5 separate regions of the Mus musculus genome follow, and regions 1, 2, 3 and 5 are each linked to region 4. The links are chromatin contacts, called in public ChIA-PET, HiCAR-type and promoter capture Hi-C maps. All regions are on one chromosome and are shown on one strand. The core of a region is the stretch at or near the end of the contact, and the rest is flanking DNA. Distances in the headings are between cores, read along the strand shown. Region 1 holds the start of Fsbp (fibrinogen silencer binding protein). Region 2 has its middle 22 kb from the start of Gm35884. Region 3 holds the start of Virma (vir like m6A methyltransferase associated). Region 4 holds the start of Cibar1 (CBY1 interacting BAR domain containing 1). Region 5 holds the start of Triqk (triple QxxK/R motif containing).

What was found. Promoter capture Hi-C pulls out the DNA fragments that hold promoters and counts their contacts. ChIA-PET counts read pairs in DNA pulled down with a chosen protein or histone mark. HiCAR-type assays count read pairs that join an accessible place to other places.
Region 1: a promoter capture Hi-C map of hippocampal neurons shows a contact between it and region 4, with 3 times the contacts expected there. The contact joins the promoter of Fsbp here to the promoter of Cibar1 in region 4. A contact is called at or near these places in 11 of 39 promoter capture datasets (the 3T3-L1 cell line, the C10 cell line, the HPC-7 cell line and 6 more), 1 of 115 datasets of contacts at active chromatin or transcription factors (bone marrow-derived dendritic cells) and 3 of 9 other capture datasets (adipose tissue, embryonic stem cells and liver).
Region 2: a promoter capture Hi-C map of trophoblast stem cells shows a contact between it and region 4, with 4 times the contacts expected there. The contact joins the enhancer-like site here to the promoter of Cibar1 in region 4. A contact is called at or near these places in 11 of 39 promoter capture datasets (the 3T3-L1 cell line, 3T3-L1-derived adipocytes, the C10 cell line and 7 more), 2 of 115 datasets of contacts at active chromatin or transcription factors (astrocytes and pancreatic cancer cells) and 2 of 9 other capture datasets (adipose tissue and embryonic stem cells).
Region 3: an RNA polymerase II ChIA-PET map of memory CD8 T cells shows a contact between it and region 4, with 5 read pairs. The contact joins the promoter of Virma here to the promoter of Cibar1 in region 4. A contact is called at or near these places in 1 of 39 promoter capture datasets (liver), 3 of 115 datasets of contacts at active chromatin or transcription factors (astrocytes, bone marrow-derived macrophages and memory CD8 T cells) and 1 of 9 other capture datasets (adipose tissue).
Region 5: a HiCAR-type map of astrocytes shows a contact between it and region 4, with 2.8 times the contacts expected there. The contact joins the promoter of Triqk here to the promoter of Cibar1 in region 4. A contact is called at or near these places in 10 of 39 promoter capture datasets (the 3T3-L1 cell line, 3T3-L1-derived adipocytes, cranial neural crest and 5 more) and 1 of 115 datasets of contacts at active chromatin or transcription factors (astrocytes).

Annotation. Positions count from the first base shown.
Region 1 is chr4:11,578,281-11,580,980 of GRCm38.p6, forward strand. Fsbp (fibrinogen silencer binding protein) reads left to right here and starts at 1,382. Exons shown (of 2, transcript NM_001256142.1): 1 at 1,382-1,827. The coding sequence starts at 1,454. The region is part of intron 3 of Rad54b (RAD54 homolog B (S. cerevisiae)); the gene reads left to right.
Region 2 is chr4:11,652,591-11,655,290 of GRCm38.p6, forward strand. No RefSeq gene overlaps it. Among named protein-coding and RNA genes, the nearest start is that of Gm35884, 22 kb to the right of the region's middle. Within about 2 kb of position 1,266, at least 37 of the 459 cell types and tissues checked have an H3K27ac peak or open chromatin away from gene starts, as enhancers often do. A contact at or near this core is called in pancreatic cancer cells and trophoblast stem cells, where this site is marked.
Region 3 is chr4:11,484,592-11,487,291 of GRCm38.p6, forward strand. Virma (vir like m6A methyltransferase associated) reads left to right here and starts at 1,367. Exons shown (of 24, transcript NM_001347055.1): 1 at 1,367-1,514. The coding sequence starts at 1,452.
Region 4 is chr4:12,170,659-12,173,358 of GRCm38.p6, forward strand. It overlaps Cibar1 (CBY1 interacting BAR domain containing 1), which reads right to left and starts at 1,357. Exons shown (of 9, transcript NM_026558.5): 1 at 1,040-1,357; 2 at 326-560. The coding sequence starts at 1,272.
Region 5 is chr4:12,905,394-12,908,093 of GRCm38.p6, forward strand. Triqk (triple QxxK/R motif containing) reads left to right here and starts at 1,444. Exons shown (of 5, transcript NM_001171801.1): 1 at 1,444-1,545.

The sequences.
Region 1 (2,700 bases), core at 132-2,631, 590 kb before region 4:
ATAAAGACCTCCTGCACCAGGAGACATCTTTGTAGCATTTCTGTGCACTCCTGCTTTCTACCAAGCGGCTGTGTCTAGATGCACCTTTATATTTGGGGTCTTGAGCTGTGGTCAGGACCATTGGTGTAGGTTTGCTTAACTGTTGTACAGAGTTGCTCTTACCTCCTAAACAGCACTTGCTTAGTTGCATGCGGCCGCGGCTTTGGGAGTTGGTTTTGCCTTCCACCATGTGAGCCTAGGGATCAAGGGCAGGCTGTGGGCCTTGGCAGCATGCTTTCACCAGATGAGCTGTCTTGCCGGTCTTTGCCTGAATCAAACATGTTCAAGTTGCGTTTTCTTTACTATTTCTTTAGTTTTGAGGCGCTGGAGATTAAAGCTGGGGCCTTGAACGTGTTAAGCACTTGCTGCACCTCACGTCTTTCATCCGTTCCAGGTAATCCCCTATCTGGACAAGCACACCGGGAGGAAATGAGCTTGCTTTGTTTTCATGATGATCACGTGCTTCAGACTAGCATTAAACAGGAAAACTCATAGCTAGATTAGGTGTTCCTTTTCATAGTCCATGTGGTGTGATTAAGATAAACAAGACATTGCTTTAATAGAAACACGATTTTGTTTGTACATGATCATGCCATTTCTCACCATTAATTTTTACACATGATAAAGCAGGATAGCATATTTACGTACGATACAGGTAGAGTAATAGCGAATATTTTTATCTGGGTTTTATATCTAGTATTCAGTAAACACTTGTCCTTGAATAACACAATTATGCAGAGGATACTATCCGCTGGAGACGACGAGGAAGCTTAGCTTTCCTGCAGTCTGAGCTGGTGTAACCTAACTAGCTAGAGGCTATGCAATTCCTGATTGACAGCAGGACCAGCAGTATGCAGAGTCTGTAAGGGAGAACACCCAGCTCAGAGGCAGTGATTAGAGCTTTGTCAGGAACCGCCACGTTCACCCCTGCCTGGTGTCTTGTGTTTTTCGGTCTACTAGATTTGTAAACAAATAACACAGAACAGTTCCTCTTTTGTTTTTATTAAAGTGACTGCGGTGCTGTTTCAGCCCCTCTGCCAGCATACATGCGTGGAAATGTGATATTCTCACTAAATTAGCTCATTTTAAGCTGTGGTTCCTGCTTATCTCCAGACCTTTGTGCATTAAATCCTATCTGGAGCTGCTCCCTGTATACACAAGTGTGTTTTGCTTGTGCTCTCCTGCCTTCTGTGAGAAGCTAGCTTTATGTAGGTCAGGCTTGGCTTAAGCGGCTTTCCTGAACCTGCGTAAGTCAGCTTAAGCTGGAGGAATTTTAATAAGCCCTCCCCTGTAGGCGTGGGCCTAAATGAGGCTAGCCTAGTTAAGCCTGATCTTTCTGTTTGTGAAAAGAGCTGAGCAGAGCTGAAGGCTGCATGGTGGTTTCAGAAACGGCCTACTTAATTCCAAAAGAACAATGGTAGGAAAGGCTAGATCTTCCAATTTTACCTTATCTGAAAAGCTTGATTTGCTAAACCTTGTGAAGCCATATGTGAAAATTCTCGAAGAGCACACTAATAAAAATTCAGTAATAGTGGAAAAGAATAGATGTTGGGATGTCATAGCAGTTAACTATAATGCGATTGGAGTAGACCGCCCTCCTCGCACAGCTCAGGGCCTACGCAGCCTTTACAAAAGGCTCAAAGAATATGCCAAACAGGAGCTATTGCAGCAAAAGGAGGCCCAGTCTGAGTTTAAAAGCAGTGTTTCGGAGCCCACCAAGCAAGTCATGGAAATGATTCCCCAGATTGCCAGCTTCGGCCTCATAAGAGACAGGAGCCACATACAGAGGTAAGCCTTATTTTATTTTGTTGTGGGAATTATGGCGCCTCCTATCTCTTGGGCTCTGGCTTAGCTGTGCTAGACATGTGCATAGCGAGCGTCCCCACAAGGGGAGCCGTGAACAGTGTCTTTGTTTTGCTTTCTTAAAAAAAAAAAAAAAAAGTAAAGCTCTGAGGAGTTCTCTGTTAGGACAGCTTGCAGCTGCTTTCCCTCCATCCTGCCGATTCCACAAGTAAAAGTTAAGGCAGAATTGATGGGATGAAGCTGTGACATCACTAAGTGAACTTTAAAGCCTTCATAGCGTAGAGTGTATAAAGTAATGGGTTTTACTATGACATTTTTACACATTTATTATATACTTTGATTATATCTCATAAACTTGTAAGCCTTAAAATTAGATTACTTGCTTCTGTGAGAAATTATTCTTTTTAAAGATTACATGTCATTGAAATTAAAAAAAAATTTTTTTACATAAAAGTTATATGAAGTTAGTAGTTTTGGGAGCAAATGGGGACTTTGTTTTTTTATGAATTATTACTGTGTATATTTCCTGAATATGCACTAAAGTAACAAAACTTCCTTGATAGATAACATGATTGATTCTAAGTGAAGACTGTTTTGTTTCTCTAGTGTGTTTGAAGTTGGTAAGACAGACACATTGACGAAAGGAGCTTAATAGCTAGCTAAGGGGTTCCAGTTACATAACAGAGTAAAGTGTAATTGGCTAATGGTCTAGTTCCACTCTGACATTGGCTCATAGGGAAGGTAAACTTTCTCATACTGCCCTCTGTAACTTATAAGACTCACATTTAATAAGGGCAACTGAAATAGGGATTGAAAACAGTTTGCGTTAGGTATGATTGTTTGCCTAAAAATTTTAAA
Region 2 (2,700 bases), core at 16-2,515, 520 kb before region 4:
AACTTCAGAGACAAAAGCTTTATTTTAACTCAGTTCCCAGCGAGGGTCCTTTGTGATGGGGGAGCTGTCAGAAGCTTGAAGCAGTTGGCCACATTTTATCTGCAGTCAGGAGAGAGCAATGAGCCTGTGCAGGCTGCTATGCTATCCCGGGTTTTGTCTTTCCCAGTTAGGGAATAGAGGGAAGCCATAGAGGGCTGGTCTTTCTGTTCAACTGATTCTCTCAAGATTCTCCCACCCATGGGACTCTGTCCTGACAAACTGACAACCAACACTATCACGTAAGCATTATGAACACACTTGCGCTGAAGAACAAAGAGATGAACAGGTGAAATATCTCAGACAAGGTCAACAGGGATGAGAGATATTTCTAAGTTTTTTTTTTTTTTTAACATTCATTTGTGGTGTATGAGGTGTGTGTGTATCACAGCATGCATGTGGAAGTCAGAGGACAGCCTGTGGGAATCAGCTTTCTCTTTCTACCATGTGGGTCCTGGAACAATACTCAGGTCAGAAAGCTTGACAGCAAAGGCCTCTCCCTGCTGGGCCATGGAAACAGCTTGGAGGACTGTGCTTGTGTGCCAGATGTATATTTTATTAAGGTTTACCAAGCAGCCCAGTAAAGTACTGTTATTTTCTGAGTTTGCAAGTAAGGTATTTGGGACGTGGAGGGTTGCTTATGTCACAGAACTGCTTAATGACAGGGCTATCATTTGACATCTTTCCCTGGTTGTCTTCTGATGGACCAAGAAGGCATCTAGGCAATGGAGAGACAGACCAAGACTGATGAACAGTATGCTGGAGAAGATGACAGAGTCCATTGTTTTAAATGTTTGGTAAATTTTCTTTTAATCTTACCCATAGGGCACTGGCTTTATGTTGTTCCCAGGAACAACACTCAGTTTAAGATCAATGACATAGGGCAGAAAGTGACTGACTGTGGTTCCTCTCGGACCCCCACGGTTCCAGGCTGAGAGACTCAGCAGACTCACTGGAAGGCTGACGTCAGTGAACTTCATCTCCAGCTTGTTCTGAAACATTCCATCCTTCAGTCTTCTGAGTCACCTCACCTGCAGCTTCTAGGACTCTGCTTCATTTCAGGGTCCATAGGCAAGCCCGTATGTAAATAATGCTTTTACTCTTCCTGATTTCATAAAAGTAGAATCATGACTCAGTTACATTCTCCAGAGAGCTAAAGGTGTACTCACATGTGTCCAGGCTAGGAGTTAGTCACATAAACAACACAGAGTTGCTAGGCAACCCAATACACAATTCGTTTCAGCGATGGCAGTGTTTGCTCTTAGTTCCGGGATGTTCTGGGGATGCTGACTTAAGTTCCAAGGACACAGGTGTGGGGCAGCCATACGTGGTGTTCCTGTGTCCAGCCTGCATTCTTCTTTCCCCTTCGCAAGGGCCCCTGGATTTGGTTTACATTTCCTGCTCAAGATTGCAATAGTGAGATGTGAAAATGGGAGGAGGGGGATGCCAGCCAGCTCAGAGAACATGTGAATATGACCTGCACGTGCATGTGTACCTACAGGCCACAGTTCAGTTCTATGAATGCTCAGGCTGGTTTGTCTTTCACAGCCCCTTTCCCCAAAAGCCACTCATACCAGGATTGGCTGTCTCCTGCTATGTATTTTTGTTGCAATTGTTATTGGTTTTGGTTGTTGAACCTTCTTAAAGTTAGGAAGAATTCCCTCTGTCCCTTTGGAACTTCCCTCCTTTTTCTAAACTGAGGAAGACATAGTGGAGAGGCTTTCTGTCTGACCAGATTATACTTTCAGGAATTACACAGGTTACAAGTGACACAAAGAAAAGAGGGATGGCTAGGGTACAATTCTTTCTCATGACACGGGCAGTAGCCTCTTAGCAGGCTTTTCCCTGACATTAACAGCTGAGTTTTTTCGAACCCTCCTCGTGGCTAAGCTTACTCCCCCACCCAGGCTCAGGCCACTGGCCCACCACAGGAGCCCTCCCATCCCCAGTCAGTATCAACTCCAGGGGATCTTTCTGCTTAAATCAGCCAGGATCCGTTCCTAAGCTTGACCCAAGGCTCCTGAGCAGACACCTTCCCAGGAGTGTGTAGAGCGTCTGCTCATTTCTCCTAGCTGGTAAACCACGCAAACTCTGGATTAGACGTCTACCTTATCACAGCTGCACAGGAGAGGTACTGGAAATCGGCTCTGGGTTGCGTGAATCAAGGGCCATCCAGAAATGACTGAGGACCTCAGATCCTTCTTCCAGATTCCAGCAGCTGCCAGGATTCCTTGCCCCATTGCCTTCTGGATGTGGTCACATTATTCTGTGCTTTGCCTCTGTGGTCACATTACCCTGCCTTCCCTCTGTGTCAGTGTTCCCTCTGCCTTTTATAAGGACATGTAATTGTATCTGAGACCCACCTCCACTCCAGGGTAATCTTTTATCTTGAGAGCCTTACTCATATCTATAAAGACTGCCCTCCTATTTGCCATAGAAGGCTGCATTTACAGGCTCTAAGGGTTAGCACATGGGGGCATCTTCTGGGAGGCATTTTCAACTATTTGAGTACCCTCAATGTATTCTTCCATAGTTCATGGTTGGTTTATCTCTGTCTCCTTTACTAGACCATGTACTGCAGGGGTACCCCAAGGGGCTCAGTGGCTCTGTTTCTGAAGTACATGATGTCTTCACCAATAGAAACTTATCTTCCACCTCTGCAGT
Region 3 (2,700 bases), core at 117-2,616, 690 kb before region 4:
AATTTTATTTTTTTTTTATTTTTTTTATTTTTTTAAAGATTTATTTATTGATTATATGTAAGTACACCGTAGCTGTCTTCAGACACTCCAGAAGAGGGCGTCAGATCTCGTTATGGATGGTTGTGAGCCACCATGTGGTTGCTGGTATTTGAACTCTGGACCTTTGGAAGAACAGTCGGGTGCTCTTACCCACTGAGCCATCTCACCAGCCCCCGAAACCTCAATTTTAAAAAGAAGAAAATGTCCTAAGGGAAGGTCATGAGATCAAATACAAGACCTTGAACAAATCTAACAAATGAATAGACAGTGTCTAGTTGAAAGCAATTCTGGCAAACATACAGGAGAATGGAGACATTTTAAGCCTCCTCAGCAGAGCACGACAAAGAGACAGTTATATAAACCCTGAGAGGGAGATAGCCTAGGCACTGAGCTGATCCACCCCACTCTCTCCCTGATGGCCTGTTCCTACTTTTGCTGATCTGCTTTTGTTTTGCTACAACTTTGTGTCTTGATGGGTGGTTCCTGAGAGGACCAGAATAGAGAAAAATTCCTTCTTAACACTCCCTAGGACTATGTATAGTTTCAAGTGTCCAGCACTTGACAGAGAAACTATTCATAAAATTAAAACAAACACACTTTTTATTTTGAGGCAGGGTCTCACGGAGTAGTAGTCTAGGCTGGTCTGAAGCTCAAACTCTTCCTTTGTCCTTTAAATGCTGGAATTGGCAGACTGCTTGTCAGCCAGAAATAGACTTTGTGCTCTCTCTTATATTCGTGACGTTTCATTTATATACCTTTTTGAACCTTATAAGAATTAATCCTCATAATCAGCTCGTGGGATTATTCATCATATTTAACATTTTCATAAACGAGAAAATTTTCCTTTCGTTTGCTGAGACAAGTTGTCTCCCTCCCTCTTTCTCCCTTTCCCTCATTTTTTGAGACACGGTCTCATGTAGCTCAAGCTGGGATTCAACTCCTGGCTGGCCTTGTGTGTGCTCTTTTCTTCTCTTTGAAAACAGTGTCTTTTCAGATTCCCTCATTGCATGGTTTTGTTTGGAGAGCATGCCTCGTGGGAGGCATACGGTGCCGTGTGTCTAGATTTGGCACACTTTCCTATCTTCTAGAACTCATCGCCTCTCGCAGGCGTCGTGGCTCCGCTACTCCGGAGAACCACGGGATTTGGACCACTGCAAACACCGTAGTCCCCGCCCCTCTTTTTTTTTTTTTTTCCCTGCCCCTTTGGGCTCGCAGAAGGCGCCCTCCGCCGCGCTGGAGGAGGCGGGGCTTACGGCTTAAGTCAGCAAGCTGCGATGGGATTGGTGGAGGCTTGAGACGACAGCGTCCTGTTTACCGGAAGTACTGCAGTTTTCCCCCTAGCTGGAGCCTCGGCCTGGGAGGTTGGAGAGCTGCCCCGGAAGTCATCTCCCGGTCCCCCGCCCGCGGCAGACATGGCGGTGGACTCGTCTATGGAGCTGCTATTTTTAGATACTTTTAAACATCCGAGCGCTGAGGTAAGGCCTCGCGACCCGATTTCGACACGGCCCCTCAGTTCCGGTACCCCTGCTGCGGAGTCGGGGGCCGTCCGGGCGGTGTCCTCCCTCAGTCGCGCGCGCGCGGGGGTCCTCTGGTCCACACCCCCTCCCCCAGCCCGGTGCGAGCCCGGTGGCCCTGGGCGGCGGCCCTGCCTTTCTCGGCTTTGATTTGGGGCCCGCGGCTTCAGTCGAGTCAGTCGCGCTGCTGACAGTTTGTCCTGTCAGCGTTGAGTCCTGCGGAGGGTCCTTGGTCTCAGGTGTACTTCGGGTGGGATGCAGGCGTGAGCTTGGGCATCTGGTTTTTGACAGTAGTGTCGGGTTCTGGATGCCCTCAGGGTACGGACTATCCAGGATCCTAAGTCCTCTTCTATCTCTCTTCTAACGGCGGTCTCATTGCTCAATTTGTCATAGCACTTCAATAGTTTGGGAAGGAATTCACCTATTAGGACATGACAGATCTACGAGAATCTCCTTTGCGTGGAGGACACTTGCGAATCATGCAGTATTGAAGGACTAAAGACTGTCATTAGAAAGCAAGTCTGTTGTTTTCAGGGGACGAAGGTGGGGTGTTGCGTAGTTTTGTGTACAGAATTACTTTAGCGTCCCTGAAAGGCCTTGGAATTCTTAAGTTGAATGTACTGAATGTAGCGAATTAACGAAGATTCGCAAAAATGAACTATAACGAAGTCCACAGAGAAATTCGGCTGCGAGGAAGAGAGAGTAAATGAACAAGCCTCATATTTGTTTGTTTCACCGGAAACCTAATCATTTCGAGAGTCATTCTTTGGGGATTGTCTTGTTTCTATGAAGACTGTATTCTTTTTTTTTTTTTTTTTTAAGATTTATTTATTTTATGTATGTGGGTACGCTGTCGCTGTCTTAAGACACACCAGAAGAGGGCATCAGATTCCTTGTGAGCCATCATGAGGTTGCTGGGACTTGAACTCAGGACCCCTGGAAGAGCAGTCAGTGCTCTTAACCGCTGAGCCATCTCTCCAACCCTACTGTACTCTTAATATGACAACATGAAAGTAGGGTAGAGTGTCTCCTATTCTTTCTCGGTTGTATGTCCTGGGTTTAGACCGTACCTAGGAAAACATAAGCATCTGAATGAGAAGAGATTTAAAATGTTCTCTTATGAAGTAATGAAATGAGTACGGCTGCA
Region 4 (2,700 bases), core at 107-2,606:
CTTTAAAACGCACTTGGCCCACACAGGCCATACAGGTGCTTTTCTTCTGCACGACTGCTATATAGGTTACCTTTTCTGGATGCATGTTCCCTGTTACCCTGTTGGCAAATGCAGTGGTAAACTCAGACTTCAACCACACCTGACGTTTAGTTTGAAAGCTATCAGGTCACAGAAAGGTTCCATATAGCGAACCCACACTGTTACAGACAGGAAAGGCATTTATCAAGGGTACATTCACCACTGCTGGGTAGGTTACAACGAAAAGTCCACAATTTTTACACACTTTGTAGGAATTTGGCTATGACACCAGAACCTCACTTCATACCTCTGCCTGGCGATAATCTTGAAGTTTGGCAAACTCATCAGCAAAGTCTTTCAGACCCTGCTTTAAATTTGGTGTCTCGGTAGAGGCATACAGGTTGATTTCGTTCACTAGGAGGTCGGCTTTGTCTCGAAGCCTGGCAGTTTTCCGTACATAAGCAGCAAAGATTTGGCAAAGCTCTCCAAAATGCTTCTCCACATTTGTGACAGCATCCTGCAGTTGTTTTGTTTGAGCATCTCTAGAAAAAGGAGACACAGAACACTGTTCTTAAAACAGTAAGAAGGTGCCCCGTTAATTTTACGTGCAAACATTCCCGGGCCTCCCTAAAGCCCTGAAGGGCAACATTCCCAACTCTTCCAGAGGCCCGCGCCTTCTCTAGGACCTCACGCAGGCTCTGGTCCTGCCTAGAACCTTGCAGGCCCGGGAAAGGGCCCGGGCCTGGTGGGCCGAGAAGGGGCGGCGCTGCTGCGGCCTGGGCACCTGCGGCCTCCCGGGCTCTGTACCGCGGCAGGGCCCGGCCCAGCTCAGGGGGACCGATCGGCCGGGAGACTCTCTCGGCCCGGCACTCGCCTCATCCGGGTGGACGGACTGCAGAGCGCCACGGGGACCGTGCGGCCTCCTCCCGCCCCAACCGGCTTCCAGGCCCTCGGCCCGGCTCCTCTCTCCCACCCGGCCCTTTCCTTCGGGCAGCCTGCACGACGAGGCCCCGGCGGTTACCGCTCATCCAGATTGCGCCTCAACATCTTGCCTTTCCCGCCGCCCGGGACCCAGGATGGGAGCCCAACGAGCGCGGCTCCGGGCCGCCAGGGCGCGCGGGAGCAGGCGACGCCGCCACTTCTACCGGGAGCTGAGAGCGCGCAGTGCGCGCCGCCCCGCCTGCCCGGCGTTTCCGTGGCGACGCGGCGCGCGCCCCGGCGGTCAAGAGCAGGGCAAGGGAGACCAGAGGGCATGGGGCAGAGGGAACACCAAGCATCCTCCTTCAGCTCCTGCAGCTCTCTAGCCCTCCCAGGCTTCTGGGAGCGAAGGAGGAAAACCAACCCACCAGCAACCGGAAGGGGTACAGGAAAATAAAGGTGAACGGGGTTCAGACTTAATGCGAAGCTTGTCCCTGTGCTTCTCTGTTGAATGAGACAACGTGTGGGCTCGTGGAAGCTGCCTTTGGAAAAGAACCGCTCTATAAGTTAGATTTCTATAGCTGTGATGAGACCCCGACAAAAATCAAGTTGAGGAGGAAAGGATTTCTTTGGCTGACATATCCCAAGTCACAGTTCTTTAAGGAACTCAGGGCAGGAACCTGGAGGCAGGAATTGAAGCAGAGGCCATGTAGCAACACTGCTGGCTGGCCTATTTGATTGACTTTCTTATATACCCCAGGACCTCTTGCACAGGGGCAATACTGTCTACCCTTCCATGTCAATCATCAATCAAGAAAACAGCCTACAGGTCAATCTGATAGGGACATTTTCTGAATGTTCCCTCTTCTCGGGTAACTCTAACTTTGGTCAAATTAACCAAACAGAAACAAACAAACAACAATAACAACAATAAAAATAAGAACAGTAACAACAAAACAGAAACAGAAAAAAAAGCACACCAGTGCTTACTCCCTCATCTTTACTGGTCTTTAATGCCATCTGTTCCCCCTCTTGCAGGTAACTGAGTTTCTACTTTGTGAAAAAGATTGTTAGACCCAGTCGAGGTATGGGCCTGAATGAAGGTTCCCCAATTGGAAGAGTCACAGATAACCCAGAGCCTTCCTCTAGCTTCTGAGAGGGAGTCTTCTCTTCCGAGTGAACTTGGGGTCCAACTTCAAGCTTTGTCTACTTCTCAAATGCCCATAATTTCTGAGAATAAAGTCTTTGCTCTTACAGTGCTCACAGCCTTGGTGGAATGATAAAGCTAGCCAAACAGTCAAACACATATAACACAGCCCAGAAATGTGCTACCGTGTCAGGTTTCGTTGTATAAACAAATTATAAGGCCTAGTGGCTTCCACAACTCCACTAGTCAGTTTAGGATTCTGTAAACGACACAGATGGTTCTTCTTTGGTTCTGTTCAGCTAGGTTCTTTCCTGCCTTTCCAGGTGGCGAGTCTGTTACTAGCAGTATAATTTCACTAAATGCTATGGTGCTGAGCAAATAAGTTCTGCAATTGGGAGGTAGGGAGCCAGATGTGTCCAACCCCACCCCCTAAAAGCTCATCTTAAGACCAGTAGGAGTAAGAATTGCTCCCTCCTTGTTCTGGGCCTGCATGCCATGGTAGTGCATGTATCCTTGTGACCCACACCTCTACCACCATTGAGGTAGTCACATAGCCTGGTGGCTACATTACAGGCTTAAGCACCTGGAATTCCTCTTCATGCAGATGAAGCATTCCC
Region 5 (2,700 bases), core at 194-2,693, 730 kb after region 4:
GTCCATTTTATTTGAACAAGGAAGCATATATGTTGGGACTTCACTATTTCCTCTCTCCTCCAAGCAACACACATATACAATCCTCATTAAGAACATTTATTTAATGTCATTGAATTCTATCTTTGTTTCATTTTAAAGATCCTGAATACCAGAAAATGATCTAGCAGTACAGAAAATAAAATCACATTTTGGGTTTCATTTCTCAATAAGATATCATGGGAGACTTCAGAGATATCTATTTATATGTGCCTACATTCTTTTTGTATGATGTTTTGCCTTTTACAAACTTTTGTAACACTTGAAGGGATATTATTATTATTATTTTAATATTTTATTTTTTAATTTCTGTCATGTAGTACATCTCAACCACAGCTTCCCCTTCCTTCCTTAGATCTCTTCCTCCATTTCTTCTTCAGAAAAGAGCAGGCCTCCGAGAGACAACAGCCAAACTGGAAAAAACAGTATACAGTAACACAAGGTGAAATCTCTTAATTTGAAGTTGGACAAAAAAACCCAATAGGAGGAAAATAGTTTTAAAAGCAGGCAAAAGAATGAGAGACATGCTGGCTCCCACTGTGTGGAGTCTCAGGAGAACACAGCAAGTCATAACAAATGCAGGGGACCTGGCATGGACCCATGCCGCAGGCCCTATGCGCTCCACACAGACTAACTGTGAACCTATGTGAGGCCCGCTTAACTGATTTGGTGGGCCATGTTCTCCCGCAGTCCTCCATCCCCTCTGACTCCTACTGTCTGGGTTTTAAATTTAGTTTATGTCAGTATAAAGAGAATCACTCTTTGTTCAGTGGCTTGTTCATTTATTAAATAAACTCACCTGCTTCTAGTCTGGAAGCAGACTATGGATAATAATACTACTTCCCAGGAGGTTTTGTCGGGATTGTAAAAGCATAATTTAGAGAGCAGTCGGTGATCAAAACCATTCCAAATGTTAAATAACTCAATATTGTCTGCTCCTGTTTTACAGATGCGAAAACTAAGTTCCCGAAACAGGCCTGCAATCACAGTCGTTTGTCACCTTTCAGCAATTGCTTTCCCTAAATTGACTCTCTTGTTAAAAGTTAAAAATTAAAATAAAAGTATCTTATCCTACCCTAAGTCCTGCTCCTTGAATCTCTTTGAATGTGTTTCACTGTTGGAATGTTTTCCTAAGGATATGACTAGATTTAGGTGTTTGTGTGTAAAAGGTGGAAGTGGTCACTCATTAAAATAACTTTTGGTTTTCGTTTTATGTTTGTGAAAAGAAGTCAGGCTCCTTTCTGTTAATGTCTGCATCCTAGGAAGTACTGAAGCTCTAAGGTGTAGAAATGATGGACCTAAGAGCACACACAGTCCTGGAGGCTCGCAGGGAAGGCCTAGCCAATCAGAGTGTAGACTGAAGGCTGGCCCCGCCCCTCCTCGTCTGGCCCTCCTGGAGTAGGGGTGTGCGGCTCTTCGTCCCGCCCCTGCCTCTGAGTGACAGCAGCGTGGACAGCTGCCCACCCGGCCGGACCCGCAGTTGGGCCGCCCTCGCTGGGCAATGCTGAGGTGTGTTTCCGGCGAGGGCTTGGGGGTTCGGGGTCACAGTTCTCTTGATGCGGGCCCAGGGCTGGAAACGCGCTTTCCCAGCGTCTCCCAGCCCCGTGGAGACTGTAGATCTGGCCTGGGGAACAGCCCCAGGCGCTGGGCCTGAGCATCCGGAGGCTCCTCCAGGGGATCTGGGCTCCGAGCCCAGCAGGGAGACCTCCTTTTCGACTGTTTTGGCTTCTCCGGCCCAGAGAGAATGGCCAGACTGGGGTGGGCGTGGCCGCCTGGGTTGCCGAGCAACGCGGGTGCGCCCTGCCAGCGTGTCCTAGTGCTCCAGGACCTTGCAGAAACTCTCAGTCCCACCCACTTCCCCAGGTTTACCCTAGGCTGGGGATTAATTAGCTTGCTGTGCTGTCCACTAATTTGAGAGGCCTCCTTGTAGTTACAGGTGACTCTAGTTTCTACTAATCCTGCTTAGGCCGCCGCCGCCTCCTGTGTTTTAACTCCGATTTACTCTTTCCTGTTTCCCTTTTATGGGAACAGTCTTGTAAGCCAAAATATTTGTAGAGTTGCTTTATTGGTTAGTGGTAGTGGTGAAGTGGGGTTACTTTTTCTGATGTTTAGTGAATCCCCGAACCCAAACGATGTTGTATGTGGATATGCTCTGTGATATGCTGTCTTTCACTTAACCTAATGTAATGAACTTCCTCTGGAAGTTGCAACTCATTACAGCAAGGACTTTCATATGTGATTTTCCTTGCAGTCTATTGTGAAGTATGTTAAACTTCTAAGCACTTACTATTGAGTCCATATTTAATGATCAACTACAAGATAACACAGATAAATACTGCAAACATCTTCTTCCCTCATATCTTTTGGCCCCACATGATTCAGAAGAACAAACATTCTATAGGAAAACACAGACAAGAAGGGAGCTGGCTTTAATTTTCCATGCCAGGGTTCCAGTGTAAATCCTCAGGAAGAGAGTTTCTCTTGGCCTGCTGTTAACAGTGGCCCTCAGTAAGGAAGCCCCTTCGTTTCCCTTAGTTGAGAACCTTCAATCATCTCATCTATAAAGTTCTCAATCTAGTATCTATCCTAGCAGGATTGATTTAAAAGTATAATTACAATAGTGATCTGCAGTAATCCAAGATGTTATTGGTTATAATGTCCGTT